Linked DNA regions of Sus scrofa: all the other regions are linked to region 2. Evidence: chromatin contacts called from public promoter capture Hi-C data. All regions are on one chromosome and are shown on one strand. Each heading gives the region's core, a stretch centred on a gene start, on an enhancer-like site or on the middle of the called end of the contact. The rest is flanking DNA. Distances are from core to core; before and after follow the strand shown. Region 1 holds the start of MTF1 (metal regulatory transcription factor 1). Region 2 holds the start of DNALI1 (axonemal dynein light intermediate polypeptide 1). Region 3 holds the start of UTP11 (UTP11, small subunit processome component homolog (S. cerevisiae)). Region 4 holds the start of SF3A3 (splicing factor 3A subunit 3).

What was found. Promoter capture Hi-C pulls out the DNA fragments that hold promoters and counts their contacts.
Region 1: a promoter capture Hi-C map of liver shows a contact between it and region 2, with 5 times the contacts expected there. The contact joins the promoter of MTF1 here to the promoter of DNALI1 in region 2. A contact is called at or near these places in 2 of 5 promoter capture datasets (fetal liver and liver), 13 of 47 Hi-C or Micro-C datasets (alveolar macrophages, blood, embryonic fibroblasts and 8 more) and 1 of 2 datasets of contacts at active chromatin or transcription factors (alveolar macrophages).
Region 3: a contact with region 2 is called in a promoter capture Hi-C map of liver, with 4 times the contacts expected there. The contact joins the promoter of UTP11 here to the promoter of DNALI1 in region 2. A contact is called at or near these places in 1 of 5 promoter capture datasets (liver), 1 of 47 Hi-C or Micro-C datasets (liver) and 1 of 2 datasets of contacts at active chromatin or transcription factors (alveolar macrophages).
Region 4: a contact with region 2 is called in a promoter capture Hi-C map of liver, with 3 times the contacts expected there. The contact joins the promoter of SF3A3 here to the promoter of DNALI1 in region 2. A contact is called at or near these places in 1 of 5 promoter capture datasets (liver) and 1 of 2 datasets of contacts at active chromatin or transcription factors (alveolar macrophages).

Annotation. Positions count from the first base shown.
Region 1 is chr6:93,882,234-93,889,587 of Sscrofa11.1, forward strand. It overlaps MTF1 (metal regulatory transcription factor 1), which reads right to left and starts at 2,171. Exons shown (of 11, transcript NM_001243544.1): 1 at 2,087-2,171; 2 at 1-19. It overlaps INPP5B (type II inositol 1,4,5-trisphosphate 5-phosphatase), which reads right to left. Exons shown (of 25, transcript XM_021095974.1): 22 at 6,950-7,034; 23 at 6,162-6,289; 24 at 4,730-4,841; 25 at 3,238-4,069. The coding sequence ends at 3,954.
Region 2 is chr6:93,607,292-93,613,775 of Sscrofa11.1, forward strand. DNALI1 (axonemal dynein light intermediate polypeptide 1) reads left to right here and starts at 4,972. Exons shown (of 7, transcript XM_003361926.3): 1 at 4,972-5,678; 2 at 5,680-5,794; 3 at 6,316-6,461. The coding sequence starts at 5,650. SNIP1 (smad nuclear-interacting protein 1) reads right to left here and starts at 4,878. Exons shown (of 4, transcript XM_021095969.1): 1 at 4,562-4,878; 2 at 2,763-2,865. The coding sequence starts at 4,785.
Region 3 is chr6:93,991,752-93,998,848 of Sscrofa11.1, forward strand. It overlaps UTP11 (UTP11, small subunit processome component homolog (S. cerevisiae)), which reads left to right and starts at 1,935. Exons shown (of 8, transcript NM_001244742.1): 1 at 1,935-2,014. The coding sequence starts at 1,952.
Region 4 is chr6:93,974,293-93,980,694 of Sscrofa11.1, forward strand. It overlaps SF3A3 (splicing factor 3A subunit 3), which reads right to left and starts at 2,032. Exons shown (of 17, transcript XM_003127795.2): 1 at 1,771-2,032; 2 at 1,454-1,501. The coding sequence starts at 1,866. It overlaps FHL3 (four and a half LIM domains 3), which reads right to left. Exons shown (of 6, transcript NM_213946.2): 6 at 6,349-6,402.

The DNA of each region.
Region 1 (7,354 bases), core at 921-3,420, 270 kb after region 2:
TGGAAAGGTAGTGACCTGTCTGCAATAGAACAAAGCCAAAGTTAGGAGTCATAGCACAGGACCAGGGACCTCCTCAGCAATCACAGGGCTTTTTTTCCTCTCATTTCAAGAGCAGGCCAAACATCTTGAAATGAAAAACATCTTCCTTGGGAATAATTTTTTTTTAAGTCTAAATTTAAACCCATCAAGTTATCTTGAAGAAAAAGAATGTCTTCTAAAAAAAATGGAAGGAGTTCCCTTGTGGCATGGCAGGTTAAGGATCTAGCAATGTCACTGCTGCGCCTCTGGTCACAGCTATGATGTAGGTTTGTTCCCTGCCCCGGGAACTTTCCACATACTGTGCAGCAAAAAAATAAATTAATTAAAAAAATTAAAAATGGGGAGTTCCCGTCGTGGCTCAGTGGTTAACGAATCCAACTAAGAACCATGAGGATGAGGGTTCGATCTCTGGCTTCATGCAGTGGGTTAAGGATCCGGCATTGCTGTGAGCTATGGTGTAGGTCGCAGACTTGGCTCCGATTCTGTGTTGCTATGGCTGTGGCGTAGGCCGGCGGCTACAGCTCCAATTAGACCCCTAGCCTGGGAACCTCCATATGCCATGGGTGCGGGCCTGGAAAAGACAAAAAAAAAAAAAAAAAAAGTTAATGGAAGGAATAAGTAGCAATTCATGAGACCTTCCAAATATGCCGTATTGCCAAACACTTTGAAGGTTGGTCAAAATACTTAAAGAGGGAGTTCCCCGGTGGCCTAACAGTTAAGGATTCAGTGTTGTCACTGCTGTGGCTCAGGTCTGATCCCTGCTCCAGTAACTTCCCCACGCTGTGGGTATGGCCACCGCCCCCCCCCAAAAAAAACTAAACAAAAAAACACCAAAAAACTTTAGGGGAAATAAGGGCAAAGTGCTTCAAGGCTGAGTTGCTATAAATCTTCAAGAAAGGACACTCCCCCCAAATATCCCCCAAATCAGACCATGAGACAGTAAGTCTAGGGTGGAATAGTCAGGGCTTTGGAGGCAGAGTCACCTACCCACAAATCCCAGCTCTACTACTTACTACTACTGGGGTAAATGTTCTGTGCCTCAGTTTTTCTCACAAGTAAGGTGAGACTGGTAATTCCTATTCTCAAGAAATTGTTGTTCAGAGTAAAAGAGATTATGTATGTCAAGGCACAATGTCTGACAACCTTGGAGGACTCAAGTGTGAATTTGTTCCCTCCTTCCAAGAACAGATGGGTAGAGGGGCTGATCCCTAATCAGGCATATCTAGTGAAGATCACTTTATATATTTCTCTCCTAAAACAATCTGGTGTCCACTAGTAACTATGCTTTATAGTGTCCTTTCTACAATGAGGGAATGATGAGTCTTATTTATAGTGACTCTTCTTTTACCTGCAAACACACAGGTTCTACAAATGTAGCTTTGGGAGACTGAGGAGTGAATTTTAAAATATTTAGCACATCACTTTTAGTTTTCAGTCTGGCTTTGCACTTTAGCTTTCTCTTCTGCTCTGGATTAAAGTGAACCTTTAACGCTGTAGGGCAGCTAAACAGAGTAGTAGTTACCAGAGACAGGCCAAGGGATCTGATCCGGGAGGAACCGGCCCGACCCCTTGCTCTGGCTTACGCAACCCGGTAGATGCACATTTCGCTGCATCTGAGAGGAGAGATAAGAGTACCGGGGGCCCCACTGGGCTGACCCGGCACCACAGGCGGCAACGCGGAGACCAACTGTCCGGAACAAACAAGACCAGGAGATTCGAAGGTAGCAAACGAGAAGTACAAACGAAGCACCCTTGAGAGGAGGCTGGGAAAAGGAACCTGTCTGGGATAACCCCCAGTCCGGGGCTACACGGAAAAACCCGAAGACAGGCTGGGGGGCTCCAAGCCGGACGGAGAGGGGCAGGGTCCGGATCTCCATGGAAACAGGGGAGGGGGGCTGGATACCCATCCCCATGGAAACGGAGGAGGGGTGGGGTCCCTATGGTGACCGGACTGGGGTCCCTACTGGGAAATGCTTCAGGAGGGAGCCTAAGTCCCGCGCCCCCCAGGAAGTCCCCAGCCCAGGCCGCGTCTAATTTCGCCTTTTACCTCCGCGGCTCCCGGCAACAGCGGCGGCGGCAGCAGCTTCTCCCCTCCCCAGCGGCACCATGATTGCCCCCACCTTCCCCGAACGTCACTTCCGCTTCCGCTTTCCGGAGGAAGGAGCAGATATGGGCTCCGCCTCTCCCTGGCGCTTCTGGTTGGTTTAGCTGGTGTGGGGGCTGAGCTCGAGCCTCCAATTGGCGAGCGGGAGAGGCGGGGCAGGGCATCGCGGAGACCTCGCGGAGCGTGTTTGTCCCGCGCGGGCTTAGGCTCGCCTTGTCCGCTCTCCTCACGGAGTCGAGGATCCGCTCCAGAGGCACCGGACGCTAATCCAACCACTAATCCAAAGTAACCTCAACCCAGTTTGCGCTGCCCTCACCCTGGTAGCCACAAATGCAACGAGAAGGACCACAGCCGCCGAATTCCAGCCGGGACCGCAAGGGGAAAGCCTGTAAAATTGTGATATTCCTCATTTCTCCTACTATGGCCCCAGCTTCCCCTCCTCACCTAATAAAGTTAATATGGGCAGAAGAGCCCAAGAAAATTAGATTGGACCCCAAAGGCAGAAATGAGTATTCCAAGGCTGGCCAGAGGATGCCTCCACCTCTTCCCCGTCTCACATGCTCTAAGACGCCCAACTCCCTCCTCACCCACCTGTCCAGACCGTTTGTTCCAACTTTTTTCCCTGAAGAGACTGTCGACTTCCAGGGTACTCGCGCTCAGGCTAAGGCAGCGCCACCTACTGGCCATTCCCTTTCACATTGTCATCCTACTGGCCCACATCTAAATCACTTTGCACTCCCAAGGAACAGTAAGTAGTGGTGTTCCAAGAAGAGGTTTCACTCGGCTCCTGACTTGTAAATGCCTGGAAGATGTAGCTGTCAGAACTTCTCAGCAGCCACTGCCTATTTTTTAAGCTACTTCTCTAGGATATTCAGAGTGGGACAACCCTTAGACACTAGATTAGGGGTCAAGGGGTTGCAGCCATGCCTGTACTCTCTTGCTTGAAAAATGTGAATAGTGGCTATTAACACCAGACTGCCAGGCAAATATCTCTCTGGCCCCTGACCAGCTGTCCCAGTGCTTAAGCCACAAACTTCCACCTGCTGAGAGCTGCCACCTCTTAAAAGATAAAAACAAACACCACTGTTAAAAATATATTTATCATTAAAATATATTACACATGTGAGAGAGGGAATGCATTATATACAGTTTGGAGGATTCGTTGGCCAGAAAATTCCACTTGTTTCACCAGAACAACAATTTCTTCAGTATTTTCATTTTCACGCCACTGTATTGGCCTCAAAGGCTTAGTGGCCAGCTCCAGAGGTGAGCCACATTTGAGTTGGAAGTGGGGTAGGGTTTGCATATGCATACACACATGTCCTCAGACAGAGTGCTGGAGGCATCTGGTGTGGCTGTGACCTGTTTATTCAGCAGCTTCCGTTTGCATTCCTGTGTCCAACTCATTTATCCTTCCAGACTCCAAAGTTTGTTCAGCTATCTGATTGTGAGGAGCTGGGCCCAAGCTACAGGGAAGGCACTGTATGCCCTGGAGGCAGGCAGAGTGAGCACATGAAGTACAGTTGTTTAAACATTAAAAAAAAAAAAATAGAGATCTATCTGTTACATTACTAAAGTTGAACAATGTATGTCAGTTTTATTGTGGTGGATTTCCCCCCGTGTCTTCACAACTTGCAGCAGCACCAAGAGTGACAGCCATGGTGGGGAGGGCGGTCTGGGCTCGAGAAACAGGCAGCTGCCACTTTTGCGTCTAAGGGGGTTCACATCCTCTCAAGGCAGCTCTTGAGCTCAAACAGGGGGTGCTGGTAACTGGCTGCCCCAGGCAGAATAGGAGAGGAGATGAAGAGGCTCAGGGTGAGTTGCAGAGGAACTGGTGAATAAATTCTTGAGCCTTCTTCTTCTCTGCCGTTTCAAGCTTTTGGTGACCAGCTGGGCTTCGAAGCAGCAAGCTACCAAATATGCTAGCTGCATGAAAAACACAGAAAACAAATGGTTCAGCAAAAGAAGTACTACTTATTCTCGTGTTTTTAGGAGTGAGGAGGGGCGCTCCAAAGCAGTATTTTCTACCTTAAAAAAGCTATTTGAGGGCGTTCTCATTGTGGCTCAGCAGTAATGAACCCAACCAGTATCCATGAGGACATAGGTTCGATCCCTGGCCTCACTCAGTAGATTTAGGATCCAGCGTTGCTGAGAGCTTATGGCTTAGGTCACAGATGTGGCTCAGATCTGGCATTGCTATGGCTGTGGTGCAGGCCTGGAGCTGCAGCTCTGATTTGACCCCTAGCCTGGGAACTTTTCATATGCCGTGCCTGCAGCCCTAAAAAGACAAAAACCAAAAAACAACTATTTGAGGAGTTCCTGCTGTGATGCAGTAGGTTAAGGACCTGGCATTGTCACTGCAGCAGCTTGAGTTGGGGCTGTGGCACAGGTTTGATCCCTGGCCCAGGAAGGTCCGCATGCTATGAGAGTGGCCAAAGAAAAAAGAAAAATCTATCTGAGGGTAATCCTGGCCCACAGCTTGAGATTTCAGTTCTACTGCAGTGGACTAGGGCCCTTCCTCAACTATTTTCTCATAATGAGTCCCTTGTTTGCAGATATGCTTTCCACACACATTTGGCAGCTTACCTAGAATATTACCATCCAAATGATTTCTTGCTGAATTTTTCAGCAGTTCTTGCAAAAACGCCATCAGGTAGGTGAAGACATTTCTGTGGCATGCGGGGAGAGTAGTGATGACCTAAAAGAGCAAGAAGTGGGGTTTGTCTTTTCATTCATTCATTCGCCAAGTATCTGTATTCCAGGGACTGAATACATGATCCAAATACATGAGTAAAACTATGCACAGAAAACCTTGATCCTTGCACTTGGCACAAGGGCCAAAAGAGAAACACAGATCAAGTACTATATGAACTTAGGGGTCAAACTTCTAACTGCACTTTCTCAAAAGAATTAAAGGTACAGAAAACATTTTAGCTTGGTCTTAAATATGAGAGGGCTGGACTTAAGGGGGTGAGGACCAGTGTATTTAGAGTAAAATAAAGTGTAGAAAAAGGCAAGATAAGGAAATCAGTGAGATAACACGAGAGAAGACCTTGTGAGAAAATTCTGGCAGGAGCACTACTGTTTGAACAGGCCTTAAGCCTGGAAGGGCTGATCAGGCTGGAATTCACTGAGTACTCTCATTATCTGCATATCAGAATCGGTTGAGAAGCTTGTACAAAACATATTCCCAAAGAGGTTTTGATTCAGTGGATATGGGGTAAAGTTCTGGAACTTGTTAGCATGTTTTCTAGATTATTCTGCCGTGGCCTGTTACATATATGAATTACTAGAATAGATGATAAAAAGTCCAGAAAATTTGTTTAAGAAAATCCTTAATTGGCAAGGAGAGTGTTTCTGACCAACAGAGACATGATGAAAGCTTAAGAAACCACAATCTATGAGTTCCCGTCGTGGCTCAGAGGAAATGAATTTAATATCCATGAGGACGAAGGTTCAATCCCTCATCTTGCTCAGTGGGTTAAGGACCTGGAGATGCTGTGAGCTGTGGTGTAGCTGCAGACAGGGCTCAGAGCTGGTGTGGCTGTGGCTGTGGCATAGGCCAATGGCTACAGCTCCGATTCAACCCCTAGCCTGGGAACCTCCATATGCCATGGGTGTGGCCCTAAAATAATAAATAAATAAATAAGAAACCACAATCTAATTGCAGAAGGCAAAGCAAATCAGCAGAGAGAGAGCCAGAATGCAGGGTCTTGAACCTAGGTAAGTGGAATAAGAATGGGAGACAGATGAGTGACAGATCAAGGGGACTGAGCGTGTGGGAAGGGAGGAGGGGAGGAGTCAGAAATGACTCAGGTTTCTGGGTTGAGTCCCTGGAATTAAGGTGATGCCATAGAAAGAAAAAGGGACCTGAGAGGAAGAACAGGTTTGGGAAGGAAAGACTTGGAGTCAGGTTTCTGACACTGCATTTAGGGGCTGGCACCCACTTTGTTCCCTCAGGCCCCAGGAGACCCAGGGCTCCATCATGAACACACCCATGCTCACCGCTTCCCCTCACCTGGTTACTTGCTGTGAGGTTGCCAGAACACTCCAAGCAGCTTCGGTAGGCCCTGTAACAGATGACGGGCTCTGGCAGGCTCTCCAGGAAAAGCAGCAGGGCTTCGGCTACGGAATGATTGCTAGCAGCTTTGGTCCCAGCGTTAAGGAATGGGTGATGCCACTGCCAGGGTCATTGTTAGGAAAAGGCCCAGGAGCCAGCACATGCCAGGGTGCTGCCTGCCCGGCCAGGCTCTCTGCTCAGAGCTGGGATGCCAGCCTGGCATCTTTGAAGGGGCCAAGCTATCTGTCAGCTCAGCCGGGCCCCCTTAATTCCTGCTATATTGGTTGCTTAAAGTTGTCAAGTCTTCTCTACGCAAACTTTAAGTAGGAAAAACATGGCAGCTGAGGACAGAATATCTGATTTTGAGCCTTAAATTATCATCCCTTCCTTTTGTTCACCTCACTCACATTCACACACACACACAAGCATGTGTCCATGCACACGGGCGTGTATACACAAATGTCTGAAGGAGGAGTTTCTGCTGTGGCTCAGCGGTAACAAACCCAACTAGCATTCATGAGGATGCGGATTCGATCCCTGGCCTCACTCAGTGGGTTAAGGATCCGGTGTTGCTGTGAGCTGTGATATAGGTCTCAGACAAGGCTCAGATCTGGCGTGGCTGTGGCTGTGGCTAGCAGCTACAGCTCCAATTCGAATCCTGGTCTGGGAATGTACATATTCTGCATGTGCAGCCCTGCTAAGACAGAAAACAAAAACAAAAACAAACACGAATGTCTGAAGGATACAGAGGTGATCGATTGTCCCAGTATCCAAACAGTCCCTGATATGTTCAAATTCCAAGCGCAGGCCTGGCTGCTGAAACAGATCTTCCTGAAAAAGGAAAGAAAGTCACAAAATAACTGTATTTTCAGAAAAGCAGCAATGATTTCTTGACCTACAAATACAATCACTAGCAGAGTATAAAAAGGGGCAGGGTCTTGAGGTCTTTGAACCCGACTAGTGGATGAGCTGATGCAGGCGGATGTGGCTAATGCACCTCACAGGCCTTCCCGGGCTCCCACACCAGGTCACGAGCATAGACACCTATTACAAAACTGCGTACGGCACACCAAACACATCGATAAGATCCAACCACAGGGAAAACTTTAAAGTAGCTATGTTTCTTGCAGTGTTATGGAGGGATTAACCAC
Region 2 (6,484 bases), core at 3,722-6,221:
ATCTTTTAACCCGCTGTACCACAGAGGAACTCCCACAGAGTTTCTTTAAAAAGAAGACTGAATGTTTCCCCCTCAGGACTGAGAGTAAGGCAAGACTGTCTGCTCTTACTACTCTTATTCCATATAGTGCTGGAAGTCCTACATCAACAAGAAAGGAATTAAATGTATATAGACTATAGAGAAAGAAACTCCTCCCAATTTGGAGGTTTGAATTATGTAGCAAATCCTGAGTAAACTCTAAAATAAAGGAGTTCCTATCATGGCTCAGTGGTTAACAAATCCGACTAGGAACCATGGGGTTACGGGTTGGATCCCTGGTCTCGATCAGTGGGTTAAGGATCTGGCACTGCTGCGAGCTGTGGTGTAAGTTGCAGACGCAGCTCAGATCTGTTGCTGTGACTGCAGTGTAGGCCGGCAGCTGTAGCTCCAATAAGACGCCTAGCCTGGGAACCTCCATATGCTGGGGGTGTGGCCCTAAAAAGCAAAAAAATAAAGAAATTTAAAAAATAAAATAAAAAGCCAATTCTCCCCCAAATACAATTTTAACATAATTCCAATCAAAATCCCAGCACAATCTTATAGATACGAACAAGACTATTCCATTTCATATGGAAATACAAAGGAACTAGAATCACTAAAACAATTTTTAAAAAGAAGAAAGTGAAAGAATCAGTCTATCCAATTTGAGAACATATTATATAGCTGCAGTAATCAAAACTGCAGTATTGGCAGAATGACAGATCAATGGAAGAGAGAACCCAGAAATATAGGCACACACATGCCCAACAGATTTTTGACAAAAGAAGCAAAAGCAATTAAAGGAATTAAATTCCAACAAATGGTGTTGAAGCAAGTGGACATTCATGGGCCAAAATATGAAATCTGATCTAAGGCTCTCACCTTATATTAAAACAAACTCAAAATAGATCACAGACCTAAATCACAAATATTAAGAAAAAAACCATTCTTTTGGGATTGAGGGCCAGGGAAAAATTTCTTAGACACCAAAAGCATAATCTATAAAAGGAAAATGGATAAGCTGGACTCCACCTAAGCTGAAAACTTTCACTCAGAGAAAAACCCTATTAAGAGAATGAAAAGACAAGACACAGACAGGAAGAAAACACTGGCAAACCATTCACCCCAAAAGACCTAGTATTGAAGAATATGAAAAAGAATTCTTAAAACTCAAGAGTTTAAAAAAACAAACAAAACAAATAATCCAACTAGAAAACAGGCAGAAGACATGAAGAGACATTTCACATGAGAGGAAATATAGACGGCAAATAAGCACATGAAAAGCTGGTCAACACCATCAGCCTCAGGGAAATGCAAACTAAAAATCACAGTAGCACTTTCATACCTATCAGAATGGCTAAGAAAAAAAAAAAAAAACAAAAACGTGTGCCAATACCATATGCAGGTGAGGATGCAGAGAAATTGGATCACTCACACATTATAGGTGGAAATGTAAAATGGTGTAGCCACTGTTATGTTGTGCTCGCTCCAAATTTATATGTTCAAGTCCCAATCCCCCCATCTAAGAATGTAACCAAATTTTGTGGAGGTGAGATTTAAAAAAAAAAAAAACAAAAAACTGGTTGAGTTGAAAGGAGTTGACACCCTAATCCAACATGGCTGTTGTGGTTAATAGGAAGAGACATGAGCCAGGGACATGAGCCACTGAGGAAAGGCTATGTGAGAACACAGCTGGGACAGTGACTAGCTGCAAGCCAAGGAGAGAGGCCTCAGGAGAAACCAAACAGCTGAAACTTTGGTCTGTGACTTCTAGCCTCTAAAACTGTGGAAAAAATACAGTTTTTGTTGTTTAAGGCAGCCAGTTTGTGGTATTTTGTTATGGAAGACCTAGAAAATTAACACAGCACTCTGGAAAACAGTGTGGCAATTTCTTAAAAAAATTAAACATGGAACTATCATACCATACAGCAACTGCACCCCCAGGCATTCATCCCAGAGAAATAAAAACTCATGTTCACACAAAAACCTGTACACAAATGTTTACACAGCAGCCTTATGTCTAAGAGCCAAAAACTGTGAACAACCCAGATGTTCCTTAATGGGAAAATGGTTAAACCCATACCAGTGAATATCATTCGGCAATAAAAAGAATGAACTACAGAGATGCAATAATCTAAATGCATCTGCAAAGAATTTTGCAGAATGGAAAAAAGCCAATCCCATAAGACTGCATACTGTATGATTTCATTTACATAATATTTGTGAAATGACAAAATTACAAAATGGAAACGAGATGAGAAGCTGCCAGGAATTGAGGGCTAAGGGTGCGAAGGAAATGAATATGACTACAAAAGGACTATATGAGGGATCTTGTGGTGATGGAAAGGTTTTGCATGTTAACTGTATTGATGTCAATATTTTGGTTGTGAATAGATAATCAACAAGGACCTACTGTACACCAGAGGGAACTATCATTAAACTATACTTTAATTAAAAACAAAAACCACTTTTCCCTTAAAAATTTTTTCTGGTTGGAATAGAGTTCTATAATTATGTAAAATGCTTCCAATGGGAGAAACAACCACTTCTGTATTATTTTCTTACAACTGCAGGTGAATCAACAGTTATCTCAAAATAAAAGGTTTAGTTTAACGAAGTAAACAGGCAGACAAAAAAACCCCAAAAAGCCAGTTTCTAGAAAAGCCCACCGCAGGCAGAGGTGAACACACACACAACACTCCAGCTCTGATGGAGCCGGTATGAAAACATCTCAATCCGCTTACCTGCTTCACTTTGACTGTTGAGTGGTGAGGACTTCGGCTTCTCCTACTCCGGGGAGACTTGCTTCTTCTCCCCGAGGACTTATTTTTCTTTCTCGGTGGGGACCTGTTCAGAGAATGGTACACATAAATTTCATCTCAATTTTCATTCGCTCATACAAATTAGCTTCAAGTATCAGGCCTATCTACTAACACAAACATCACATTTGTGAAGGCTTCTGCTGATCACACTAAAGGAGTCAGGAGCTTCACTTTTTCAGCCCTGAATGTCTCCCACATATGTAGCTGCCAATTGAAACTTCTCACTTCGATAAGAGAAGGCTAAATTCCCACCTCTCAACTTTCCTATCTTTGCCATCAGGGTAACTGATACCACTATCCATCCGTTCCTCAGGCCAAAAACCTAGAAGTCATCCTAGATTCTTTTTTTTTCTCCCCCTTACCACCAAGAGGCCCCATGCTCCTCCCCAACACGCTCACAATCAATCAGCAAGTCCTCTGGCTCCAGGCTCTACCTCTTCTCTCTCCCACCGCATTCCTACCCACCTCACTATACCGGATCCCCTCCCCTCCTCCTTTTCTAGAAGGAACACAATTAATTCCACTTCAGGATCTTTGCACTGCTTGTTTTCTCTGATTAGATCTTTACAAGCCTGGATTATTTTTATCAATCAGGTTTCAGGTCAAGTGGCAGACTTTTCACAGAGAACCACTTCTCTCCACTCTCTATGACATTACTGTCTTAACCTATCCCTAGTACTTGTTACTAACAAATTATTTTCTTTATTTCCTTGTTATTCTGTCTCAGGGCTAGAGCATCTCAGTTTCACCAGGGTAGAGATCATCTATCATGCTCATTCTTTCCACCCCAATACCCAGGACGGCCTGCCTGCCTGCCTCATATTTTCTTTTCTTTTTCTTTCTTTCTTCCTTTTTTTTTTTTTTTTTTTTTTTGTCTTTTTAGGGCCACACCCTTAGCATATGGAAGTTCCCAGGCTAGGGGTCAAATCAGAGCCACAGCTGCTGGCCTACGCCACAGCCATAGCAACACAGGATCAGAGCCGCATCTTCGACCTACAATGCAGCTTATGGCAACGCTGGATCCTGAACCCACTGATCGAGGCCAGGGATGAATTCTACATCCTCATAGTCCTCAAGAATACTAGTCCAGTTCGTTACTGCTGAGGTACAATGGGAACTCCCATTATTTTCTTTATTTCAGTTTTATCTGTGTATAATTTTACAGTTTGATTCAAATTCCACATATACATTTATATTTTAAAAAATTGTACATAGCTATTTTCCACATTATTTTATAACCTATGAGGTCTTTAGCACATAATAAGTACTCGACAAAACTATGTCGAATGAATGAATAAATTGTTCGCAAAAGACAATTTCCCCCCAGAATATCAGACAGATCACCTAGGCTCAGGATATGAAAACTTCTTGGGGCAGATAACTGAAAAAATAACCCCATTTGGAGGCAGGTGGGAAAAATCTTTCATTTCAACATAAACTATCATTGTCATCAGCTGGACCATACTCGGAGAAATGCTGAGCACACAGAGATGAAGGAGCAAGAACTTGCCCATCAGGCATTAGGCGTTTAACGCCCAGGTATAACGCAAGTAACAGGTATCAGAGTAAACGTTAACACACTCACAACCGGTCACTTCTATCGCCTTAGGATTAATTCAAGCTGCCGCGCTCAGCATTCAAGGTGTGCTCCTGGTGCCAGCCCTGTCCCCCTTTCTCAAAAAGCCCGACCTCAGGTCTACCCCAGGCTGCTTCCCACTTACCGGCTACCTCCTCGAGCTCGGTTCCCGCGGTGACCGGGGCGGCCTGACTCGCCGGCCAGCGGGGAAGGGCTACCGCCGGAGGAGTCCGGACGGCGATGGACAGGAGGCGCGGATTCCGGGCTGAGGCGCTCCTGCTTCACCACCACCGTCGCCGCCGCCACCATGTCCCCGTCCCGGTGCCTTCGCCGACTTCCCCGCTCCCGCTCGCTCTTCACCTCCTTCATGCTGTGAAACGGCTGAGCCAAGGAAAAACAGGACCGTCGCGCTCCTCTCCGTGAAGGAAATGACGGACTTGAGTCCTGGACTTCCGCTTCCGGGTGCGCGCTCTCCCAGAAACCCTCGCGGCGGATAACGCGATCAGAATCCCGAGTGGGCGGGGCCTTAGGGACCCGACTCTGTGGGGCGGGAGTTTTAGGTTTCAAAAACAAATTGGGGGGAAAAAGCTCCTCTCAAGGTTGTTTGTTGACGCGTTATTACTAGTTACTAAACATGGGGACAAACTACACATCCAGCAGTAGAAAAGAGATTATGTCACCATTTGCAATGGTATTTACAAACTATACGACAAATGGAAAAAAGTCTGACTTGTTAAATGGAAGAAGCAAGATGCAAAATTGTGCGCAGACTGTGATGACATTTACGTTTGGAAATACGAAGGAAAGGGGAAGAGAAGGAAATGCAATCACAGATCGTAGCCCGGGCAAATCGTCGGCCGGGCAAATCGTCGCCATTTCTCCATTAAAGGCAAACTCTTTTTAAAACCTGGGAACTTTAAATGCCTTCCTCTGGGAATCTTCCTCAGCCTTCACTGAGGAGTCAAATGATTCCATTTGCGGGTGACAAAATCCAGGATCAGCGAAAGTGATCTGCGCCTTACTCAAACCGTGAGCTGGACGCAGCGAAGGGATCCAGAACTCAAGTTTCCCCTGCTTCCAAGAGTGCTAAGGCGATCCCGGTGAGCAGGAGGCTTGACAAGCTAAACGCAGGAGAACTTTCCTCGAAGGTTGAGCAGAAAGAAACTCTCGAGCTGCTGGCCCCGCCCCGCCTCGAAGCCCCGCCCAGGCCATGAGGATGTCAAGGACGTTTCCATGGCGACGGCAAACACTGCCCTGACAGGAGGGTCGCTGCTGTGCTGCTACCCTCGCCGCCGCCATGATCCCCCCCGCCGACTCTCTGCTCAAGTATGATACCCCGGTATTGGTGAGCCGCAACACGGAGAAACGGAGTCCCAAAGTAAGGAGGAGTCTCAGGATGGGGGAGCTCGGAAACTCCCACGGGGAATGACAGATCCCTGCCTTGAGGATTGGGAGTCCCAAGGGACAGAGGGTGCAGTGACTGGGAATAAAGGGAATTAGGACCAGGCAAGGAGGGTGGGAGAGCGGTACAAGAAGCCCAGATGTTGGGTGATCCTAAGGGCAGATTTAGGATGGGAAAAAAAGTCACAGAGAGATGGATGGGGCTCCCTGCCCTATCCAGGTAGTGTACAAGGATAGATCTGATAGTGACTGGCCCCATCTCTAAAGGTAAGAAAGTAAAGGCCTGAGCAACATCTGCACAAGGAGATAGAAGCATTGAGTTGGGGTGGGACCAGAGATTCTTCATGGCCTCCTTCAGCTCTGAAACATAACTTCTAATGAGGAAGAGTGATCTGAGAATGGGGGAGAGGTATGCGAGTGACCCGGTGAAAGCCTGCCAAAGTGTGTGGAGCTGAGTGTCTAAATCACCTCCTGTCCCACCTTGTCCTTCCTTCTCAGGCTCGGCTACTGAAAGTCAGCCCCCAGCAGCCTGGACCCTCAGGTCCTGTCCCACAGCCACCGAAGACCAAGCTCCCCTCAACTTCCTGTGTCCCAGATCCTACAAAGCAGGCAGAAGAAATCTTGAATGCCATTCTGCCGCCAAGGTTAAAAAAAAAGCAGTGGCTGG
Region 3 (7,097 bases), core at 685-3,184, 380 kb after region 2:
TGGATGTGCAATTCAAATCTGTGGCTGACTGGAGGACCCCCTCCTTTCCCTTCCAGGGCACAGCTGCCTTCTCCTGGGTGTGCTCACCACTGCATGCCTTCATCAGGGGAAGTGGCAGGAGCTACTGGGGCTGCCATCTGGGCACTCTGTCTGATGGCTGGGCTTCCTATTAATTAATTTATTTTTTGGGGCCACACCTGTGACATATGTAAGTTCCCAGGCCAGGACTGAACCCACACCACAGTAGCAACACGAGCTGCTGCAATGAGAATGCCGGATCCTTAACCTGCTGCAGCATAGGAGAACTCCTGGGCTTCTTAAAAGAGATGAGGTTGGAAAGGTGGGCGTGGGCCAGATCATGAAGGTTCTTGTCTTTTAATGGTTAAGTAACAAATGAGATGCAATTTTGTTACTGTGTTTGGTCCTAGTTGGGCAAGGCTCAGATTGAGAAGCAGGAAAAACTTCTTCCACAGCAGATCTCACCGACTTTCAGCTTTTACATGCCCACTGGTTTACTGGATTTGCACCTCTGGGGACTGAGAAAAGGATTTCCCCAGAGTTCTTCAGCTGCAGGGTTGAGCCCTGTCAAGAGACACAGGTGCAGAGTTCCCGTTGTAGCTTAGCGGTAACGAACTGGACTAGTATCCATGAGGACACATGTTCAATCCCTGACCTTGCTCAGTGGGTTAAGTATCCGGTGTTGCTCTGAGCTGTGGTGTAGGTCACAGATGCAGCTTGGATCCTACAGCATTGCTGTGGCTGTGGTGTAGGCTGGCAGCTGTAGCTTGGATTGGACCTCTAGCCTGAGAAATTCCATATGCCATGGATGCAGCCCTAAAAAGCAAAAATAAATAAATAAACAAATAAAATAAAAAAGACGCAGATGCAATTACAGAACTTGCTAAAGGTTAACTTCACATGGTGGAAAAGAAGCCAAATGCCCCTGGAATGCTCCGCTGTGCCCAACTCTCTATCTATCCTTACAAGTATGTTTAGTATTACAACAATAATAACAATAATAGGTCCAATAAATTGTGAACTTACTAATGGGCGAACAGAGTATTAAGGACTTTAAACATTTAAACATTTTATTCTCACAACAATCCTGTAGTATAGTATTATTACCTCCATTTTACAGATGGGAGATAAGGTTCAGTGAAGCTAACTTTGTTTTGGCTGCTAACAGTTAGGATCAGAACACACCTCCGTGGTTTATGGTCCTAATCATTACATGGTACTGCCTCTGACACTCATTCTGTCAGCCACACCTTGAGGGTGTGAGAGACTTAGAACTCTGTAATTAATGCCATGATATGACTCCTTCGTTCAACTATGAGCTCTTTGACCGCCCTATGAGGCAAGCAGTGCATGCTATTATTATCCTTGCTTTATAGATGAGAAAAACGATGTTCATTAAAGTCAAGCGACCTGTCCAAAGTCACATAGCCAGTAACTGGCAGAGCCAGACATGACTTTAAGGTCGCTGTCTCCTTGTAGAAAGCTTTCTCTGGTACACGGGGAAAATTCATGGGGGTCCTAGCTTTAAACGCACCGCGTAAATACGTCAAATGAAGAGGCGTATGAGACTGAGCAGGCGCACACAGGTCCAGCTCGGCCCTAGGGCAGTGCCTGCCGCTTGTTTCCAGGTACCGACCCACAACCGAGTGTGAAGTCCAGTACACGTGGACCAAGGTCTGGCGAACCAAACTGGCTGTCGTAGAGTTATGAGACTAGACCTAAGGAACTACACTTCCCAGAAACAGCTTGGGGAGGGCGCCTTTGCTCCATGACGTACTTCCTGAAGGGCAGGCTCTGGATACGCTGCCGAGAAGAAGTAGGCGGTCCTAAGCCGCCGGCGGCTTGGCCTATTTCCGGTAGGATCTGTAGAAACGGCGGCTGATCCGGTGAGGAACCTGTGTTGCCTACTGCGCTGTTCCAGAAGCGAGCCGACATGGCGGCGGCTTTTCGGAAGGCGGCTAAATCCCGGCAGCGGGAACACCGAGAGCGAAGCCAGGTAGGACCGCATAGTCCCCACTAGCGCTGGCCTGTGGGCCCGTGTGCTATCCTCGTCGCAAACCTACTCCGTTTTACCTGTGGGTCTTGGCCTTTTCTATGCAGAGATGCTACGTGTAAATACCTGCAAATATATGCTAATGACGCTGGCGTAGCTGGGACCGAGGCTCGTGGTTCGAGGCTCGCGGTTCGGAGAGGAGAGAGGAGGAGGAGGAGGTTGTAGTTCTCTCTAGGAAGAACGCGGCTGTCCTCATACTTTGGGGATAATCAAAGCTATCTTGCGAGTTTTCAATGAAGTAGTTAAATGAGATGCTGTTTGTAAAGTGCTTTTTTTTTTCCGGGGAAGCTGAGGTCAAAGTTCACACAGTAAGTGCCCACATCTAAAGATGCTCAGCTGTGCCCACTGCGTGTGCAGAATTGGTTTTTTTTTTTCTTCTTCCTTTTTTTCCGGCCTTCCGCCCCGCTTCCGGAAGTTCCCGGGCCACGTATGGAACCTGTGCCGTAGCAGTGACAACACCCCATCTTTAATTTGCTGAGCCATCAGGGAACTCTGAGATTGGTGTTCTTAATGTGATACCATCATCATGCCTGGGCCTTGGGGTCAATGAAGATTTATCACATACGCTTTTTGTTTCTGTCTCACCATGTAGTGTTGGTGTTTTTCATCCCCGTTACACAGATGAATAAACTGAGGTCCAAAGAGTGAAACTGATTTGCCCGATCAGAAACACCAAATTCAGGCCTAGTAAAGAGTTGTAGGACGTCTTTGGTGGATGTGCCTGTGTGGGAGGGTTGAGTAGAAATTTGCTTAGTATATGCAGAATCAATTTATTCTAGTGCTCTCAGGAATCACACAATATCCAATTCAGAAAGGTCTGTAGGGTATCTGGTCCAACTTCATTTTATAAGATGGGGAAGAGAGAGAGAAGGATATGTCTAAAGTTGTACCACTGATGAGTGGAATGGAAGTAAGGCCTCCCAACCACAGTTCCATCTTACTGCTTTATCGTATTTATCCGACATTTGTTGTGCACTTGCTGTGTGCTCAGCGGTGTGCTGGGAGTAGTGTAATTTGCCAACTTCTTTGCACCTATGTGTGGACCTATCTAAAAGTAAAAACACCTAGAAGTGCTTACTGTGTGTGGGAGCCAAAGTGCAAAATGCTTTGCTTTTCTAATCACATTTAGCTTTCAAGTGTGTGTGGAAGTAGGTACTATTTTTTTTTATATTTGCAATGGGGAAGCTAAGACTCAGGTTAAGAAATTTGCCCAAAGACATACAGCTGTAGCTGGCAATTGGCAAAGCCAGGAATCAGACCAAGTGTTTTGAATCCAGAGGCTACTAAAAGTTGGATAAAGCAGCAGCTTTATATAAACAATGCCTGATGAGAAAAAAAAAAGAAAGAAAGAAAAATAATTTTTAAGAAAAGAGAAAAAAACAAAAAACGCCCAATGAGGAACATGAGTAGAAAGAGGAGAGATGATTAGAGAAAGCATTACAGTGAAACTTGGAAGGCAGTGATAATAGCTGTCACTTTTTGAGCACTGACTGTATGCTAGGTGCAGCCCAACATGCTGTACCAGGATTATCTCTTATAATCCTACAGCATTCCTGCGAGGTGGATGTTATCCTCATTTTACCAATGAGGAATCTGATGCTTGAAGAGGTTGAATAGTGTGTCCAAAGGCACAGTGGCAAATAGTTGATTTGGATTCGTAGCGAAGATGGAGGACTTTTAAATCTGGCCGAGAGCGTGATGTGGCCCTGTCTGAGTAGGAATAGAGGGTCTTTGTGGGAGAGGTGAGAAGGCCATGCTGGAAAAGTTGGTAAACACATTGATAAGAGCACTTCCTATTTGGGTAAAGTTTGAACTTTATCCTGTACATCCCTCACTGAGGCAGTGGGGAAGGTAGTTGGTTTGGGTGGAGTATGTGTAATTATGTGAACTATTTCAGATTCAATGCCTTCTGTAATGTAGGTGTACATTCGAGTGGACATGACAAATTTCAAGATTTTTCCTCAGGCGTTCCCATCGTGGTGCAGCAGAGATGGATCTGACTAAGAACCATGAGGTTGCGGGTTCGATCCCTGGCCTTGCTCAGTGGGTTAAGGATCTGGTGTTGCCATGAGCTGTGGTGTAGGTGGCAGCTATAGCTCTGATTGGACCCCTAGCCCAGAACCTTCATATGCTGCGAAGCAAAAAAAAAAAAAAAAAAAAAAAGAAAAGCAAAAAAAAAAAAGAAAAGAAGATTTCTGCCTCATGTTCTTGCTCTTTTAACCCTTGAGTTTTCTTCATCTGCTCTGTCACTTCCCTTTGTCTAATAATTAAAACTAAAAATTATCAGGAGAGGGTCTGGGTTTTATTTTAAATATTAAGTGGAGTTCCTATTGTGGCTCAGTGGTAATGAATCCGACTAGTATCCATGAGGATATGGGTTTGATCCCTGGCCCCACTCAGTGGGTTAAAGGATCTGTTGTTCCTTCGAGCTTGGTACACCAGGTCACAGACGTGGCTTGGATCTGGCATTGCTCTGGAGCTGCAGCTCCGATTCAACCCCTAGCCTGGGAACTTCCCTATGCTGAAGGTGCAGCCCCAAAAAGACCAAAAAAAGAAAAAATATATATGGGGGGTGGGAGAGAGAGACGGAGTTATTTCTTGCATTACTTCACAGATAGAGGATGAGGAAGGAGACTTAAAAATCCCACCCAAGTTATTTTTTTATGGCTGTACCCGTGGCAAATGGAAGTTCCCAGGCTAGAGGTCTGCTCAGAGCTGCAGCTGCCAGCCTACACCACAGCCACAGCAATGTGAGATCTGAGGCACACCTTCCACCTATACTGCAGCTTGTGGTAATGCCAGATTCTTAACCCACTGAGTGAGGCCAGGGATTGAACCTGCATTCTCATGGATACTAGTTGGATTCATTACCCCTGCGCCACAATGGGAACTCCCCAACCCTAAGTTTAAACAGTAGAGGAGTTTGTGTATCTCCTCAAAGATCAAGATTATTCAGTGCAGAATGGAATGCTCAGGGCAGGGAAGAGCAGAGACTGTCCCAGATAGAATGATAGATCTAGTTCTAGCTTTGCCATGTACTGGTTCTACCTCCATTCTTGGGCAGGTCTTTCTCTAAACCTCATTCCTGGAGTTCCTCTGTGGCTCAGTGAGTTAAGGATTCGGTGTTGTCATGGGATGCGGCTGTGGGGTGTGTTCTATCCGAACTTCCATATACTGTGGGTGTGGCCAAAACATAAATATACCTCATTCCCTTTTTGGAAAATTGTGGTAACAGTAGTACCTACTTTATCTACTTTTCATGATTGGGGATAAAAGATTATGTGTAATGAACATAGCAGATTGCTTTGTAACAGAGCAATTATATCTTTTTTTTAATTGCAAAAATTTTTTTGGAGTTCTGTTGTGGCTTAGCGGTAACAAACCCGACTAGTATCCATGAGGATGTGGGTTCAATCCCTGGCCTCCTCAGTGGGTTAAGGATCTGGCATTGCTGTGCTGCAGTGTAGGTAACAGATGAAGCTCGGATCTGGTGTGACTGTGGCTGTGGCGTAGGCTGGCAGCTGTAGCTCTGATTCGACCCCTAGCCTGGAAGCTTCCATATGCTGCAGGGGCGGCCCTAAAAAAAAATAATAATTTTTTTTTTAATTGAAGTACAGTTGATTTATAACATGTTAACTTCTGCTATACTGCAAAGTGATTCAGTTACACACTTATATACACTTTTTCTTAAAAAAAATTCTTTTTTATTATGGTTTATCCTAGGACATTGAATATAGTTCTGTGTGCTGTACAGTAGACCTCATTGTTTATCTGCTCCATGTATAATAGCTTATTAAATCTGTAACAGAGTAATGGTTTTTTTTTTTTTTTTTTCATCTCGCCCACAGCATGCAAAAGTTCCCAGGCCTGCACCACAGCAGCGACAACTCCACATCCCTTACCTGTTAGGCCACCAGGGAACTCCTGAAAGAATAATTTTTTTTTTTTTTTTTTTTTTTTTAAGGGCCGCACCTGCTGTATATGGAAGTCCCCAGGCTAGGAGTTGAATCAGAGCTGCAGCCATCGGCCTGTACCAAGGCAATGCCCGGTCTGAGCAGTGTCTGTGACCTACACCGAAGTTCATGGCAACGCCAGATCCTTAACCCACTGAGCAAGGCCAGGGGTTGAACCTGTATTCTTGTAGTTACTAGTTGGATTCATTACTGCTGAGCCACAACAGGAACTCCTAGAGTAATTCTTTTTTTTTTTAGGGCCTCACCCATGGCATATGGAAGTTCCCAGGCTAGGGGTCTAATTGGAGCTATAGCCTCCAGCCTACGCCACAGCCACAGCAATGCCAGATCCAAGCTGTGTCTGCGACCTACACCACAGCTCATAGCAACACCAGATCCTTAACCCACTGAGCAAGACCAGGGATCGAACCCGCAACCTCACGGTTCTTAGTCAGATTTGTTTCTGCTGTGCCATGAAGGGAACTCCCCAAGAGTAATTCTTTTTTTTTTTTTTTTTTTTGGTCTTTTTGCTATTTCTTGGGCTGCTCCTGCGGCATATGGAGGTTCCCAGGCTAGGGGTCGAATTGGAGCTGCAGCCACCAGACTGTGCCAGAGCCACAGCAACGCTGGATCCGAGCCGCGTCTGCAACCTACACCATAGCTCACAGCAACGCTGGATCATTAACCCACTGAGCAAGGGCAGGGACCAAACCCGAAACCTCATGGTTCCTAGTCGGATTCGTTAACCACTGTGCCACGACGGGAACTCCCCCAAGAGTAATTCTTAATACATGTAGCCTGTTATGATGATGTAAGCAAAAGCATTTGCCAGTGACCTTGCCTGATTAAGTGCTCAACTAATGATAGCCTGTAGAAAGATAACACCAAGATTTAATCCTTGTGTCTTCTGTGCTATCCATGTTCTGTGTTAGAGAAAGTATTTTCTGTCATACTTAGTTTTCTTTCATGCTTTGTACGAAAGGTACAGTAATAGCAGTATACATATGCTGGGCACCTGCTATGTGCCAAGCCATATGCAGGCACTACTACCTACTTGCAGAGAGAGAAGCTCG
Region 4 (6,402 bases), core at 782-3,281, 360 kb after region 2:
TGGGATCTATAATACACAGCATTGGTTCCTAGTCAGTTTTTCAAACAGGTTATTTTGAAGATTACCTAAGTGATGTGATTTGAGGGGTGGCAGAGTTCCCATATTTAACTCTCCCTAGAAGATCTAAAAGTGAACCATATAAGGAAGTCACTCTGATACAAAGCAGTTCCCACCTAAGACCCTCAAAGATAAACGGATAGTCAAAGATGTTTTCCATTATTTCAAAAAGCTTGTCTGAGGAGTTCCTGTCATGGCTCAGCGGAAAAATAATCTGACTAGGATCCATGTGGATGCAGGTTCGATCCCTGGCCTCAATCAGTGGGTTAAGGATCGGGCGTTGCCGTGAGCTGTGGTGTAGGTCACAGACATAGCTCGAATCTGGTGTGGCTGTGGCTGTGGTAATGGCTGGCGGCTACAGCTCCGATGTGAGCCCTAGCCTGGGAACCACCATGTGCCGCGTGTGTGGCCCTAAAAAGACAAAAAAAAAAAAAAAAAAAAAAAAAAAAAGCTTAACTGAGGAGTGCACATGCTAAATAAAACATCACACAGTCTCCTCCAGATTCAAACTCAGGATGGAACAAGTACACAGTCTCTTCTCCAAAGCTTTCAGGACCAGATTTGTTTCAGAATTTGAAGTTTTTAATTTCAGGAAGGCACTATATATAATATACCTAGTGGAATCTGGAACACACATTAATAGTTCTGCAGTGAAATTTATGCACTATTTATTCAATGGGATAAAGACAATAAAAAGGTCTCTCATCTGTTCATATCAAGTCAGATTTTTGCCACCAAGTAATTAAAAGAACAAATAACCTTTTGTTTTTGGAGTACTTTGCTTTTGGGAATTTAGCTAAGGGACTAGGGCTTATAATATTAATTATGTCCTCCAAACTAGAAATTCTGATTAGATCTTTTTTCCCTTTCTAAATAGGTTTCAAACACGCAAAAACAGAGCTAGAAAGCACAGTATAATGAACCTCCACTTACCTACCACTCAGTTTTAATACGTACCAACATTTTAGTTTTGACTCTTTCTAAAAAAAAATGGAACTATTACTAGAAAAATGCAGCCTGGTAAGCAAAAAATATTTCAATACAGTGTTCTGAGAGGAAAACACTAATACACAGCATTCTCTTTGGGGGAGAAGGCAGAGTACCGTCTGAGTTTGAATCACTATAACTACTCTTTGGTCATCCACTGGACAGAGGAGGCTTTAAAGAGGCATCTTCCCCGGTAATGAATAATGAATGAGTTTCCCATTCAAAGAAGTGAGCAAGGGCAGTTAAGCACCCTCAGGTTTGGCAGCGTGTGGACATTTGGCAGGCATACAAACCCTCGACTGGCCAATCTGGTTACCTGTGGCCAGGGCTCCTGTTGACACCCGTGTCCCCCCTCCTCCCTCTTCCAGTCCATCACGACCCAAAGAGAAGCGAACAGCAGGGCACTCACATCTTGCATGGCCCGTGTGCGGTGGTCAGAATTGATCTGGTCCCGGAGCTGAAGAAAGGCAAACGGTGACAAGGACGCCGTTAGTCGTTGTTCTGGAGTTAGGACGGGCGCCCGAGGGCGGAGCTTACCCGCTCAGGTCTTAGCGGCCCAAGCCGAGAGGCCTCTGGGCGCAGGGCCCGGGGAGAATGTTACCAAGGCGAGAGTTTCGGGAGCGAGTCCGGGGAGGGGGCGGGCGCGGAGCAGGTCTGGGGCTCTCTGAGGTTAAACACGGGCAAGGGGCCCAGTTTCAGGGGTACCCCTGCCCAGGCCCCACTCACCGTGGACTTCTTGGTGAGCATCTCTTTAGCCATGACGTCCATAAGCCGTTCCTTCTCCTCATGATAGCGCCGCTGTTGCTCCAGAATCGTCTCCATCGTCCCTCCTCCCGAGCCGCAAGGCGGACCACCGAAACGGCCGGAAACGACTTCTGCCGCCTTGCGCGCCCGCGTCGCCGAGCCGCGCGTCCGGCTGCACCAAAGTTCCGCGGCTGCCGGAAGTGCTTCGAAGACTCGACGAAAAGTGAGCACCGCGGGAGACCCAATCAGTGCTCGGGACACGGCTGCAGTGCCCCCTGCTGGCCGGGGGTGTGTTGCGCGATGCCCAACGGTTTCCAGGTGCCTCTAGGGGGCAGGCAGATATCCACCAACACCCTGGCTTCAAGGGATCTGACCTGGTTTTCCGGGGCCTCCTGAGGCCGAGAGGGTAGGAAACTGGATGAGTGGTTGAAGCGTATGGATGGGAGTAGGGAACCGGAACTTGAGTCTCCAGCTCTTTGTGTGACCTTTGACAAAGTTTTTCTCTTCTCGGGACCTCCGTGTCCTTGTCAGTAAAATGGGGATGAGAGCAGGGTTTTTTTTCTTTTTTTCTTTTTTTTTTTGCTTTTTAGGGCCGCACTTGCAGCATATGGAGGGTTCCAGGCTAGGGGTCCAATCAGAGCTACAGCTGCCGGCCTACACCTTAGCCACAGCAACGCAGGATCCCAGATGCTTCTGCGACCTATACCACAGCTCACCACAACGCCAGATCCTTAACCCACTGAAAAACGCCAGGGATTGAACCCACTACCTCATGGTTCTTAGGTGGATTCGTTTCCACTGCGCCACGACGGGAACTCCTCCTTTCCTTTTCTTTGCCTTCCTTCCTTTTTCTTTCTTTCTGCATATGTGGAAGCATCCTAATTGTCGATCAGCAGGGGGCTGGTTAAATAAAATATGGTACATCCAAGAAGCAAAATGCTATTCGGCTTTAAAAAAAAAAAAAGTGAAGCAAGTCCATATGTCCACTTCTAGGTAGAGAAATGAAAACAAGTCCATATGTTCAGATGTTCATAGCAGTGATATTCATTATAGACAGAAACAGGATGCAACTCACAAATCCATTAACTGGTAAATGGGCAAACCAAATGTGATGTGTCCATATAATGGAATATTATTCAGCAATAAAGGAATGCTGAGATATGGACGAACCATGAAAACATCACACTAAGTGAAAGAAGCCAGACACAAAAAGTGACATAGCTTATGTCCAGATGGCATATCTATACACAGTAAACGAGTGGTTTCCTGCTGCTGGAGGTGAGACAGGAAGCAACTGCAAAAGACACAGGAAATCTTTTGGGGGATGATAAAAATGTTCTAAAATTGGATTGTGGTGATAGTTGCACAGCTGTGATAAATTTCCTAAAATTAATTGAATTGTACACTTAACTTGGGTGAATTTTATGGTATGTAACTTCTACCTCAGTAGAAGCTGTTTAAAAATTCTGTTGGGGGAGTTCCTGTTGTGGAGCAGCAGAAACAATTCTGACTAGTATCCATAAGGATGTGGGTTTGATCCCTGGCCTCACTCAGTGGGTCTGGGATCTGGTGGTGCTGTGAGCTGTGGCGTAGATTGCAGATGCAGCTCAGATACAACCCCTAGCCTGGGAACTTCCATACAGTGCGGGCCCTAAAAAGCAAAAAAAAAAAAAAAAAAAAATCTGTGTGAACTCAGATGGAAAGATGGTCACGAAAAATGAAAAAACCTAGAGGAGTTCCCGTCGTGGCCCAGTGGAAACGAATCTGGCTAGGAACCAGGAGGTTGTGGGATTTGATCCCTGGCCTCATTCAGTGGACTAGGGATCCGGCGTTGCCGTGAGCTATGGTGTAGTCACAGACGCAGCTTGGATCCCAAGTTGCCATGGCTCTGGTGTAGGCCAAGGCTACAGCTCCTTCTGGACCCCTGGCCCGGGGACCTCCATATGCCGAGGGTATGGCTCTAAAACGCAAAAGAAAAACAAAAACATTAATAACTAAAAAATGAAAATACATAGGTGTACATGCCTGCTTAATAAAAAAGAACTAGGGGGTTATATCAAGGAGTTATTAGTGATTTACTGTCTCTGCTTTTCAGCATTCTCCAAGTTTTCTGCAATAAGCATGCTTTGCTTTTTGTTTATTAGTTTTAAAAACAACATAAAGATAATGACTTTTGTCCTGCCTGCTCATGGGGTCTTGAGAGGATTATATGATGTCTGAAATTTAAGCAAGACCTCAACCTTAGAGAGAGTGCCCCCCTTCCCCCCCCCCCCCCCCCCCCCCCCCCCCCGCCCCGGGCACAACTACTCTCTAGAGCTTTCGTTTTCCTGGAAAAACCTAGGAATCTTTTCCTAGGAAGAAGGTAAAAAAATTTCCCTTGAGGGGAGTTCCCCTCCTGGCTCAATGGTTAACCAACAAACTAGTATCTGTGAGGGCCCAGGTTCAATCCCTGGCCTCTCTCGTGTTGTTCAGATCCAGCGTGACTATGGCTGCGGTGCAGCCACAGCTCCGATTCCACTCCTAGCCTGGGAACCTCCATTATACAGCGGCCCTCAAAAAGGAGGGGGACCCCAAAAATTCCTGTTCTGGATTGCAAAGACTGTGTGCGTATCTTTCTGGGAAAGGAAGAGGTGGAGTGGGGGAGTGGGGATAAAGCTTGGGATCTACCGTATTTCCTCCAACGTGAAATGCTATCGAATGTTAACCCCACCATTATTTGACATTCCACTAAGAAAGAAAAAATTGTTAATTAAATCATGTCACACGGTTGATTATATGCTGTGTCTGGGTTTCTGAGATGTTAAATCTGAAAAATGTTTTTCTTGAAATCAATATCACATTGTACCTGTGCATCTCTTTTCTCTTAGGTGGGTGGACCACCTAAGCAACACCATTTACCTGATGCCTTCCTTCCACTAAAACCTTCTCCTTCCCCATTCCTTCAAATAAGTCACCAAGTCCTGTCTTTTCCACTCCTGCTGCCACCTGCCTCAGTTATCGCTCACCTGGACCGCTGCACTGGCCTCCTAAGCAGCCTGATTATCTTGCCGCTCCAATCAATTATTCACGCTGCAGCCTGCAGCGGAGTGATCATCTCACCGCCCTGCTTAAACATTTCCACTGGCTGCTTTACCCGCAGGGTGAGTTCTGTTTAACTTGGCGTCTGGCTTTTCTTGACCTGGCCTCTGCCTGCCATTTTAGTCTCTTGGCACTTCCTCCAAATGAAATTACTTGCCGCTTCCCCAACGGACACCGTATGGTTTTTCACGGCGCCAGGGCTTTGCACTAGCTGTTTTCTATGCTTGGACTACACTTCCTCAGCAAGTATTTACTGAGCATGTAGTGAGTGCTGGGCGCTGAGAGACGAGAGGTGAGAGAGGTGACCAAGGCAGGCGTGAGCCCAGTCCTCCTAGAGGCAGATGGAAGAAAGAGACCAATATATCAACGTGTGATTATTAATTATAAGCAGACATGGCGGGCATTTGTAAAGGCTTGTTGAAAATGTCCATCAACCACAGCTTCGGAAAGTTTAGGATTCGAATTGTGCCCGGAGGAAGTGTGGAACGGATTAGAATCCCGGATCTACCTAGGTGACTGGGGAACTGACAACTGGAGACTCCTCTGTGAAATGGAAAAACGCCCGCCGCGTAGGATTTCTGGGAGGATTTCATTTGAGATACATATAATCACGCGGTCCTGTCGGACAGGAGGGCCCCTCCCCCACAGGGCGCCAAGGGTCCGCCCGCCCGGCGCTGGGGGCCCCCACCCGGGAGGCTGCGGGCGGGACGTGAGCGCCTCAGCCCGCGCCCGCCGCCAATGCGCACGAGTCGGGCTCCGACAGTCTGGACCGCGGAGCCCAGACCACAGGCCGCCGAAGCGCTGGGGCAGGGGTGTTAGACGCCGGGTGAGGGGAGCAGCGCTCCGCCCCATCTCCCCATTTTGGGGGACAACCCCCCTCGCTCCTTCCCGCCCCCGCCCTTGAATCACGGGGGGGCGGGGCCATGACCCATTCATGCCGGGAATCGGATCCAGATGTTCCCGCGGCGCGTGCAGCTGCATCCTTGCCTTTTTTGGCAAAAAACGTGCGGCCGCGAGCGGATCCCGGGCCGCCTCCGCTAATCCTTGGGAAGAGGGGGAAGGGGGTTTTGGGTCTGTACCCAGACTGGGGATCCGCGCCGGGTGTTCTGCGGGATTTGAGAAAGGCTGTTAAGGGAGGGGGCGATTAGTACTATACGGGGAACCCGACGCCCCCCGCCTCCCTTCTGCTCCCGTCGGGAACCTCCCCTAAGCCCCTCCCTTCCCCACCCGGAGGAAAAAGCCCTTTACCAGCAGGAGGGAAGCAGGCTAAGTCTGAGAGGGACAGGAGCGGCAAGGCAGCCGGAATCCCCTTTCTTGGGAGAGACTTCCCACCCCGCCTGGCAGCTCCCCCCGCCGCGCTCCGCCCCCGCGCCGCGCCCGTGCCCTGAACCGAGGTCTGGAAGGGCTTCGGAGTCCCTGCTGTGCAAAGAAACCTTTCTAGTCCCTCCACCCCCAGACAAACACACAGAGGCCTTGGCTTCTTCATACTGCTTTATTGCAGAATCTGAATGGTGGGGTGAGCCAATCCCACCCCTC